2 separate regions of the Mus musculus genome follow, and region 1 is linked to region 2. A link is a contact called in public ChIA-PET data. All regions are on one chromosome and are shown on one strand. Each heading gives the region's core, a stretch centred on a gene start, on an enhancer-like site or on the middle of the called end of the contact. The rest is flanking DNA. Distances are from core to core; before and after follow the strand shown.

Region 1 (5,875 bases), core at 2,257-4,756, 180 kb after region 2:
AAATTATTTATTTCCTGTGTTTTCTTGGGCATTGTTAAATTAACCTCCTTGGGTTGGAATTTTCCTTTTAGTATCTTTTGTAGGTTTGTATTTGTGGATAGATAGGATAGATAGATGGTCCTGTTTTAAGTTACTTTCCCCAGTGAAGGAGGATCGTAGAGGATGGTTAGGCAGGAGTTTGTGGATGGGTGGGGGAGTACCCTCTTAGAGGATACTCTTTTTGATCCATCCATTATGGAAGACAAGTAGTAGTTAAGTTCCTCACCACTAGATTAAGCATTTCTTCTTGTCAGTAATGTTATTATTTGCTTTATATAGTTAGGTGTTTTGATGTGGGTATATTTAAAAGTTCTTCTTGATGAAATAACCCCCATTTATCAACATACACAGCTTTTCTTTCTCTTTAGTGAGAGCTTGCTGCTTAAAGTCCACTCTTAAGTCTAGCACACACTATCATGGATCACCTTCCCCTCTCATTTGCCCTTAATTGTTTCTCTTGTCTGAAGTATGCTATGTACTTTAGCCTGGCATTGAACTTGTGTCCACCTGCCTCATCCACCCAAGTACTGGATGAGAGGCATTTCCCTATCACACTTTACTTTACTTTGTAGTATCATTAATTATTGATAAGTAAGGATTTATTGTTGGTTTTTGACTGTCAGCATATAATTTTGAAGTGCTGGCAACAAATCTTGGGACTTGCATATGCTAGGAAAGTATTCTACCACTGTTGGTACACTTCCAATCTTTGTCTTTAGTTCTTTGATATTCATCATTCATTCTCTCTCTCTCTCTCTCTCTCTCTCTCTCTCTCTCTCTCTCACACACACACACACACACACACACACACACACACACGAATATATACTGAGTACATCCTCTTCATACCCTACTACACCCGTTTTCAACCGGTGGGTCATGACTCCTTTGGGGTCCCATATCCAATATCCTGCATTTCATAGATTTACATTATGATTCATGACAGTAGCAAAATTATGGTTATGAAATAGCAACAAAATAATTTTGTGGTTGGAGGTCACCACAACATGAGGAACTGTATTAAAGGGTCAGAACATTAGGAAGGAAGGAAGGGTGGGACGCTGCCCTGCTACTGCTCTCCCTTTCCTCTGCACTTCCTTCCGATGTAGTTCCTCTTTTCCCCTGATGGCACTTGTACTTCCATATTATAGATGATTTCATCTATGTAAAATCTAGGAAGTCAAAATGAGATAAAACATATGTGTCCTTATAAGATAGAGCGATCCCTTCATGGGATAGATCTTTCTCTTTAGCTCAGAGCATTCCTTCAAATATCTTCTGTAGAGCTGGTTAGGTGGTCACAAATCTTTTTAGTCTGATTTTATCATTTAAAAACTAGCCAGCACTGTGTCCAGTGCTGACTTCTTTTCTCTTCTCTTCTCTTCTCTTCTCTTCTCTTCTCTTCTCTTCTCTTCTCTTCTCTTTTTTCTTTTCTTTTTTCTCTTCTCTTCTCTTCTCTTCTCTTCTCTTCTTCCTTCCCTCCTCCTCCTCCTCCTCCTCCTCCTCCTCCTCTTCCTCCTTCTTCTTAGCTGTTTATATTCTCTTGAAATTCATTCAGAATTTGGTTTATGTCCTTTTTGTTTCTTTAAATATAATTGTTGTCTGGAATTTCATCTAATTCATTGTCATTGGAGAATATTACTATCTGGTAAATGTTGGAGGAACCATGTTGCCTTTTTTTGTTTGTTGTTTTTATATTTTTGCATAGGGATTTATGCATCTGGAATTAGGTTGATTGAGTATTTTTATCATTCTTACTCTTCTATTAGAAATGTTTAGAACATTTAAGAGAGACTCAGATGTAATAGGATTGAGATGCCATTTTGCTCTGCTATACTGGTGCTTCGTGCACTAGTTAAGTCTCCAGGACTTAAAATGTTGTCTACAGAAAAAAATCACTAGCAAAATATAGGCCTGGTATGAATTTACAGTCATGGTTACGTAACAATCATCCCCTAAGCTCTAATTATTTCAGGAAATAAAGGAACACTAGTAGCATGATAGACTAAGGTGTCAGTTCCTGTCAGATGAGTAGAAATGGGAAAAAAAGAATTTGTGGTTAGTATCGGGAAAAAGAGAGGAAGAAAAAATAGAGGAAGAAAAAAATAAAGAGAGAAGGCGAAATAGGGACACAGTGAGGCAGTCTGCCTAATGGAGAATGAAAAAACAAAAGGATGGAAAGAAGTGCAACAGAATACTCTAAAAGATTCCCAGGACCCGGCAGGATGAGATAAGTAAACCGTACAAATCAGGCTAGCCTGTAATTTTTGGGAAAACCTATCAAATGAAATGTGAGAAGGCAAAGAGTATAAGCTTAGGAGAAAAGAAAATTGAAAGGGGACCAGAGGAGTAAGGGTAAAGGGAGAAGAGGATAGACTGATGTGGTTAATTGGTACTGGGTATTAAATATAAAGGGAAGAGCTTGATGGGGTATAGTGTCTGAATGCAGTCTCCCCTGATTGCTGCTCGCAACCTCAATTCTCAATGGTCCTTCCTGCTTGTCCAGATGTCTGTTAAACTCTTTTTTTTTTTTTTTTTTTTTTGATTCTTTTTTTTTTTTTTTTCCCATTTTTTATTAGGTATTTAGCTCATTTACATTTCCAATGCTATACCAAAAGTCCCCCTTACCCACCCACCCCCACTCCCCTACCCACCCACTCCCCCCCTTTGGCCCTGGCGTTCCCCTGTACCGGGGCACACAAAGTCTGCGTGTCCAATGGTCCTCTCTTTCCAGTGATGGCCGACTAGGCCATCTTTTGATACATATGCAGCTAGAGTCAAGAGCTCAGGGGTACTGGTTAGTTCATAATGTTGTTCCACCTATAGGGTTGAAGATCCCTTTAGCTCCTTGGGTACTTTCTCTAGCTCCTCCATTGGGAGCCCTGTGATCCATCCATTAGCTGACTGTGAGCATCCACTTCTGTGTTTGCTAGGCCCCGGCATAGTCTCACAAGAGACAGCTACATCTGGGTCCTTTCGATAAAATCTTGCTAGTATATGCAATGGTGTCAGCGTTTGGATGCTGATTATGGGGTGGATCCCTGGATATGGCAGTCTCTACATGGTCCATCCTTTCATCTCAGCTCCAAACTTTGTTTCTGTAACTCCTTCCATGGGTGTTTTGTTCCCATGTTAAACTCTTAAGTTGTTCTTCACAGTTAAGGTCACAGTTCTTCCAGTGTTCAAGGCTGCTTGGAACTTACATCTTTATGTTTCTTTGCCAACTCTGTCTCTAGCCATGTTGTTGAATACTTCATGGTTCTGATGCAGACTTTGTTAGTCAGTTTTAGTCTGCTTGCCAGATTTCAGCACACAGCCTAGTAATGCTTTTCCTGTGTTTTACAAGAGTATGGGTTGGCAAGTTTTTGTTGTTACTGTTTTTGTCTTGTGTGGTTTTTTTCTTTTCATTTCAGTAGAGTCAACTTATCCTTTTTAGTAGTGTGTGGCTTCCTCTTCCCTTTAGCACCACCACAAGTCTCAACAAAAGGTGAAGCTGGACTCCTTTGAACGTTGTGTCAGACAAAGCACATCACTCTTGTAGTTGCTTACCAGCAAAGATCAAACTTGCTGGTCAGGAAAAATTCTTCCTTATCTTGGATTGTGGCCTTTCTGGGATTCATAGTATCTGAGGGATCAGCAGGTGTGTGCCCTGCCCCATAAGGGTCTTTATGGAAGACTGTGTCTAGACACCACTTCCATTGTAAGGGGCAGATCAGAAAGGTCCTCCTTTGCTTTATACATTTCTGTTTTCCTTACTATTAGACTCTGGATGTGTAGCTCCCATCCACATCTTCAAACAGCTGGCATCTAGCTTTTCCCAGTTTATTACCCAGAGATTCTTCTAACAGATTATGCTGGGATGCCCACCATATTTGATTTACATTTTTAGTTTTTTGAGATCACATAGGTGAATTCAAGAAAACTCAGTCTCCATGACACCATTTCCATCTTCTCAGAATTTTGATTTATACAGCGACTACACGTTTTTAAGTCTGTCTAGCCATATCCTCTTTCCTTTTCTTCCATAGCGTTTTCTCCTTGAGCAGCTAGGCAGTGGCTTTATGTATTAGAAGGTATTTAGTGTAATCTGGTGCTCTTCCTGGATCTAAGTGATAATGCTGCTTAATGTCTTAATGAATGAATATGCCATCTAAATTCATTCACTTTCACTTGACTTGAAGTGAAGCTTTGGGTTAGGATTACTTGTGCAGTATTCTAAATGTTAGTGAATGACATACTTGCACCATAAATTAACACAATTTTGTAGAACTTATTTGGGCTTTAAATTTTTTGGGGGGATACAAATTATTTCTTTTCTTGAAAGAAAGATTTAAACCAACTTGAGGGGTGCAAAAGGAAATTGTGGCTGAGAAATAGGAAGACATTTTTTGAATCAATAAAATAAGGCTAGTTATACTCCTGTCAGAGCAGTAGTCTGGGGTTGAGTGAGTGGTTTACAAAGATCCTTTTGTGATGACCAGCTCCTGAAATTCTGTTTCTTGGCAAATGGCTATGCAGTTGATGATCTTGCAAAGTTCCAGGAGAGGTGCAAAAATCAAGTTTCAGTTTCTCTTCTGAACCAACTGCCGAGTGCTAATAGAGCCTATTCTGTAGACTGGCTACAACTGGTTCGGGTTGTTAGATTGCATGGTTCAAGAACAAGAACTCACTTCCTTAAAAATGAGAGGTTATTTTTTAATTCTCATGAATGTTTTTCACAGTTGACTTTGCTTGTAGTCTGTTCAGACCATAGCTGTGTGGCTGGATGTTTTGTAAATATGGCATTCTTACTTTCTTTTTGTTGTCATTGTTTGGTTTTTTTGAGGCACGAGATCTACTGTAGTTCAGGCTGGCCTAGATTTGATATATACCTTCAGTTGACTTTGAACTCCTGATCCTCTCACCTCTACTTCCCAAGTGCCAGGATATATAGTGAACTACACTATATATCCTATCCTATCCTAATTTAATCATGTCAACAAGAAATGAGTTAGATAATTATGGCAGTATATCAACAAAAGAGAAGCAGGGTCAAGAAGAGAATCAAGAAATCATTTATCAAAACATGTTTTAGTATCTTTTATGTTAGGCATTGCATATATTAGGTATTAATTATATGTAAATTAATGGAATCCTTGCCTTAACAGAATTTAGAGTTGAACAGATGTATTTGCTCTTGGGATTTTTCAGTCATTCTTCCCTCCCATTGTAGTGGTGGGGATTGAGCCTTCAGCCTTCCACGTGGTGTGCCATAGCTACTCCACCATGAAGCAGCCTCCCCAGATCCTCTGAAAGTCATGCTTTTATTTTTATTTTTTGAGACAGGGTCTCTCTGTAGCCCTGGGTCCTGGAACTCACTATGTAGACCAGGCTAGCCCTGAACTAATAAATCTGCCTGTTCTTGCCTCCTGAATACTGGGATTAACTGCGTGTACCACTCTAGCAGGCTCTTTCAGAGTGTGTTAATATGTTTCTGTGCTCTGTGGCTTGGCCAGCCAGGGATGGAGGAGCATGGTTTTGTAAAACTTAACTTGGCCACAGATTCATTTTGAGTGGTGGTGGTTAGACTTCTGTTATAGACAAGAGTTCCTCTGGGCAAATTTTGTGAGAAGAATGAGTGGCTGTGGATGTTAGATCAGTGAGTAAGCATGTCAGTTTTCATTTTACTTGGTTCCATGGCCTTTATATTGAACAGTGTGTGGCTGGACACACTCTGTGAGTTGGGAGCGGAAAGGTAATAAATTTATAGGACATGCTAGTAGAAAAGATTGGGTCAGAAAGCTGCCAGCTCCTAAATGCTCCTTGGGAGCATTGAACACAGAAGTAAATCTAGTAC
Region 2 (5,295 bases), core at 2,286-4,785:
GGTGAAGCTCCAGGACTTGTTTGTAACCATGAACTTTTCCATTCATGCCATTTTGTTCCCCCATTTTGTTGGTTAGACTCTAAGATTTTATATATATATATATATGAATAAATGCCTAGGCTAAAAGCCTTGGATCTTTCCCTGACTAGCTCATACCTTAAATCCCTTTATTCTAGTCTAAGTTCTGCCAGGTGGCTGTGACCATTGTCCTCTGTCCATGGGGCCGAATCTTCTCTTGGCATGACTGTCCCTCTCCCAGAACCCCCTCCTCCTACTGGGTGTCCCACCTTCTAATTCTGCCTCAACTCATTGGCCAATAAACTTTATATTGACAATTGAGTCTTTCAGAGAGTGCACAAGAGATTATCCCCACACCTATTTGCCTTGTCCCCTCTGCTCAGACCTTCTCATGGGGCCACGTGTACTTTTGCCGTAGAGATGAAGGACTCCCTGTACGTCTTGGATATATTCTCCTTGTCAGATCTGTGGTTGGAGAATATTTTCTTCCATCCCCTAGGTTGCTTTTTCTTTCCAGTAACTGTTTCCTCTGCTGATTCCATATTAGAATAGGAAGTTAGAGCCCAGAGCTGGGAAGTAACTGGCCAGGCACATAGCTACCAAGTTGTGTGCAAGTCTGGAATTTCAGAGCTCACTCATAGGATGTCCTGCTTTTCCAGACACCCTGAGCATACTGGTTCTCATGAATCCTGGTGAGGCCTTGTCTGCGTCACATTCACACCAGAAGGAATTAGCTAAAACGTCCCCAGAGAGCTTTTGGAGTCCTGGTGTTGCTTGGCCTGCTCTGATGTTTTCCTGGGTCCCAAAGTCCATTCATGGTATACAGTGTCTCCAGACCTCCCAGGAATGTGACACAGAGTCTGGGCCAGGATGCTCTTCTCCATTGCAAATGCCCCAGAGGATACCTGGCTGCTCTAAGCTGCCCCAAGCCCTTCCCGTGTGGCAGATCTCTCGTGATGGCTCTTTTCTCACCATTCAGTAGCTGGGGTACCCTGGACCACTGCAGGCCTTAGTTTTTCCCATTTGTAGATTAGAGTGCTCTTTCATTGCAGGGATCTGGAGAGGCCCTGGCCCAGCAGCTATTTAACCCCTGTATTCTCACTGGGACTGGTAGACCACAGTGGCTGGGCACATGGTGTGTGACCATGGGAAGCAGGGCCCTGGCTCTGCAATGCCAGTGATGCACACCTGAGAGTCCCTGGGACAGGTTGGATCTGGGCTACCCTTTGCAGCAACCATAGGTGACATCAGTGTGCTTGCCTGAGAGGAAGTATTGCACTGAGATAATCCAAGAGCTGCCTGTGGCTAGCTAGAAAGCTGTGTCTGTGTGCAAAGGTGGCTTCAGTGTGTCTGTGTAGCCCTCATCTTTTAAGAGATGACAAAAAGTTTAAAATGATGTACAGATGATTGGCTACAGACTCCAGTTTTGTTTCTGTTAACGTTCATTGTGAGCCTAACAAGTCTCTTGTGGGACACTGGCCATGTACAGTCCTGTGTCCCACTTTCTGGCCAGTGTGATCAGCATGTGTTCACTGGATGGACAAGGACTTTGAGCAGAGCCCCTGCGACTCTTGCCCCATGGCCAGAGGGGTATGTCAGGGTTCTGTTCCCACAGGGTGGTCTAGATGAGGGGTGAGGATGTCTCTTGAGCTCCCCTCCGAGCAGCACTGGAGGTTGTAGCCAAGGCTAGCCAGCTCTCTCCTGAGGGGTGTGCCCTTCCTCCACTCCGAGTACCATCAGCGCCCAGCCATCAGGCTCCCTGGGGCTGTGCTGCACTGGCACGTAATGTGCCCACTGGGCAGCTTATATGTGGGCTAGGCCAGAGGCTTGCCGTGGGTCTCCTCGGTGCAGAGGCAGGGAGGAACTTGGTCCCTGCTGGCTTGAGAAAGGACTGTGGCTAAGATAGCACAGGGGCAGGTGACGCAGCCAAGACTAACGTGCCTGTGTGACGTTAGAGCTGGCTTTCTCAGCAGCCTCATATTCTGGAAGACGTGTTATCACTTTATTTTCTTGGGGGGCGGATCCCACAGAAACCCCGAGGTTGGATGTTATCTACTCAGTTGTATTTATGGTTTGTTGCTATGGAAGCTGGGGGTGGAGGCAGTGGTAGTCCAATGGTGAAGCTTGAGTGACTATTTCCTGTCACTGTGGACATCTTTGGGTAGGAAGTTACCATTGAGCACTGCTAAGGAGCCGCAGGGCAGGAGACAGGACTTCCCGGGTGGGCTTGCAGAGTGCCTTCCAGAGGCCGAAGTAGCCAGGTGTGGGGAGCTGTTCACTGGTCACTAGGACCTACTGTGTGCCAGGTGTTCTGGGATCTGAGGCGCAGACAAACCCCTGTCCCTGACTCCTTGGACTTGATTTTAGTTCTGACATTTTATTTCTTGGTTTTTTTTGTTTTGTTTTTTTTGTTTTTTTGTTTTTGTTTTGTTTTTTTGTTTTTGTTTTTGTTTTTAAAAACTCAGTGAACTTTCAATTTTGAACTAACTTTAGGTTTCCAAGAAGTTGTAGATAAGGCAGAGCTGACCGCTGTTCCCACTGTGCACGCTGCCCATTGCCACATGGGTCATCCCAGCTCAGGAAGTGACAATGGCATAGGGTCAGTGTCCCATGCAGGCCTCCACGTGCCTTCATGCTGCAACTCCAGTCCCCACTGGCCAGGGCCATTGCACAATCCTTGACTTTCATGACCTTGGCTGTCTTAAGAGCTCTCCAGGGGCCATGCAACATATTTCCCCCCTGAGGCCTGCTGACCTTTCTTACCAGTAGACTGGGTTGTGGGGCTGGGGAAGCAACCAGAGTGAGCAGGCCTTTCTGGGCCACCCTCTCAGGACACCAGAACCGCATGGCATGCATTCTGATCTCTACCTGTCCTGTCTTTCTTACCTAGCTGCTAATAAACATTCTGTTGGGAAGTGACACCCCAGGGCCAGGCCACCTTGGGTGAGTCACATGGCAGTGGCCCCACAACAGTGGGCCGCTGGATTACTTTGTAGCTGTGCAGCTATGAGGGCACAGGTGAGGGGGTTGGGAGGCACAGGCTCAGTCAGGATCTAACTTCCATTCATCGCAGGTCTGCAGGCTGGGACGTACTACCAGGGCTGAGAGTGGGGAAGAGCCAGTAACAAAGGGTATAGGAACTAAGTCCTGAGAAACCTGGGACCCAGGAGTGGTGACTCTGGGCATGTGATCTTAGCCCTTGGAAGGCTGAGTCAGGAGGAGTACTCCTGGTCTGAGGTCAGCATGGCCTATAGAGTAAGGCCCTGGCTTAGAACAAAACCATCTGTAACCGTGTCTTATTTAGCACTGGAAAGTGTTCTAAGGAGCATGAGACGGCAGCTCTTACAGAAAACATCACCTCGAGGCATCACCCAGCTTCCTTCACGTGACTCTCTGGAAGCAAATTATCTCTGTCATATCTTAATTCATAGCCACGGCAAAGAACAGCTATGACCTTGTATAGCAAAGCCCTGTACACGGTACGCCGTGTGTGTCTTCATGTGGTCTTTCTCAGGGGTGCTCACCACATTGTCTGCTTTCTGTTTTCTGACTCATCCTTCTCACCCAGCCCTGACCGTGGTAACCGCTCTCCTTTGAGCGTAGTGGGTTCTCCTTCCCTTCACATCTGCAGTTTGTTTTACTTCACCTAGTTTGTCTTTCATCTAGGTCCTTTCTGGCACAAGGCGGGATCTCTCTCTCTCTCTCTCTCTCTCTCTCTCTCTCTCTTGAAGGCTGAATAATATTCCACTGTGTCTGGGAGCTGCATTTTCTGTGTCCCTCCATCAGTGGTGGCTGTTCCACATTGTGGCTTTAGTGACTGGTGCTGTAATCAAGGGTGCACCTTTTGGGATTTCATTTCCTTTGGGTATGCAGAGAAGAGAGATTACTGGGTTGTTCTACTTTTGATTCCTTGTTTATCATAATGGCTATGCTAGTCTACACCCCTGACCCAGCTGTGTGCAAGCATTCTCCTAACTCTCCCCCACCCACACTTGTTGCGTTTTGGATCCAGTGGCCGCCATGCTAATGGCTGTGTGGTGGTATCACAGACCATTTTAGTTTGCATCTCCTTGACAGTTAGTTGATGTCAACCACCTTTTCGGTGTGTTCTTGGCCGTCTTGCTCATTTTTGAAAAAGTGTCTCAAATGCCCACCCATCTGCCTGCTTGTCTGCTCATTAAATCTTGGGTATTAAATCCTTTAATCAGATACACAGCTTGCAAATGTTTCTCCCTGATTATCAGCCGCCTTTTTCATTTGTCTCCTTTGCTGTGTAGATACAGAGTTCGCTGTAGTCTTAGCTATGTGTTTATTATCTGTGACACATTATTACTCATTTGTTACTCTTGTAGCCTAATCTGGCTGCTCTTCAATAAGCCATATTCTGCCAGGTGCTGTGGTGCACACCTTCAATTCTGGCACCCAAGTGTCAGAGGCAGGAGGACTTTTATGAATTTGAGGCCAGCCTGGTCTACAGAGTGAGTTCCAGGACAGCCAGGGCTACACAGAGAAACCGTGTCTCAAGCCTCCCTCATCCCCTGCCCCCCCGACGTCACCCCCTAAAAGTCATATTCCAAACTAGTGATTTCTTCCAGGAAATCTTGTGGTTTCTGGCTCTACATTTAGGTCTTACGGTTTGTTTTTCTTTAATCCACATCAGGATGATTTTCACATGTGGAATAGGACAGGCATACGATGGTCTCACCCTTTTACATGTAAAGGGGCAGGCTTCCGGGCACCGTTTACTGAAGGGATTATCTTCAACCCTTGTGTTCTCTTGATGCCCTTGCCAGGATGAGCCGACCATGTGTGATCTGCCCCCCAGGGCCTGTGCGTTGGTTTTTATGTTGGAATCATTCTGAGCTCATTACTATGGCTTTGTAGTATAATTTTATATCATGGAGTAGGAAGTCTCCATCCCTGCTCTAGCTGTTTGGAGTCTTTTGTGGCTGCAAACAAGTCTTAGACTTTCTTCTGATTTCTGTGCAGTCTCGGGGTTAGAGGTGCCTTGGCTGCCTTTTTCTTCCTTTCTCTTTCTTTTCTTGCCTGACACGTCTGCTGATCCTGAGTGGAGGTGTGGAGAGCAGCACCCAGCCTGCTGCCAGATTCCATCAGCTGTGGAGTTTTCATAGATGACTCTCATGGCAAAGACCTTGCCCTCCCTCAAGGGTAGCTGCTGTCCCCAAGCTTGTTATGCATCAGGATCGTGTGGGTCCCCTCTGCGTGTGATGCTTCTCATCGGCTGCCAGGGCAGACCAGCCTCGCAGACCAGGGCTG

What was found. ChIA-PET counts read pairs in DNA pulled down with a chosen protein or histone mark.
Region 1: a contact with region 2 is called in an RNA polymerase II ChIA-PET map of memory CD8 T cells, with 30 read pairs. The contact joins two enhancer-like sites. A contact is called at or near these places in 1 of 39 promoter capture datasets (hippocampal neurons), 1 of 115 datasets of contacts at active chromatin or transcription factors (memory CD8 T cells) and 1 of 9 other capture datasets (adipose tissue).

What each region holds. Positions count from the first base shown.
Region 1 is chr17:26,749,050-26,754,924 of GRCm38.p6, forward strand. The region is part of intron 4 of Crebrf (CREB3 regulatory factor); the gene reads left to right. Among named protein-coding and RNA genes, the nearest start is that of Bnip1, 29 kb to the right of the region's middle. Within about 2 kb of position 3,507, at least 69 of the 459 cell types and tissues checked have an H3K27ac peak or open chromatin away from gene starts, as enhancers often do. A contact at or near this core is called in memory CD8 T cells, where this site is marked.
Region 2 is chr17:26,568,921-26,574,215 of GRCm38.p6, forward strand. The region is part of intron 1 of Ergic1 (endoplasmic reticulum-golgi intermediate compartment (ERGIC) 1); the gene reads left to right. Among named protein-coding and RNA genes, the nearest start is that of 1700049J03Rik, 5.5 kb to the left of the region's middle. Within about 2 kb of position 3,536, at least 48 of the 459 cell types and tissues checked have an H3K27ac peak or open chromatin away from gene starts, as enhancers often do. A contact at or near this core is called in memory CD8 T cells, where this site is marked.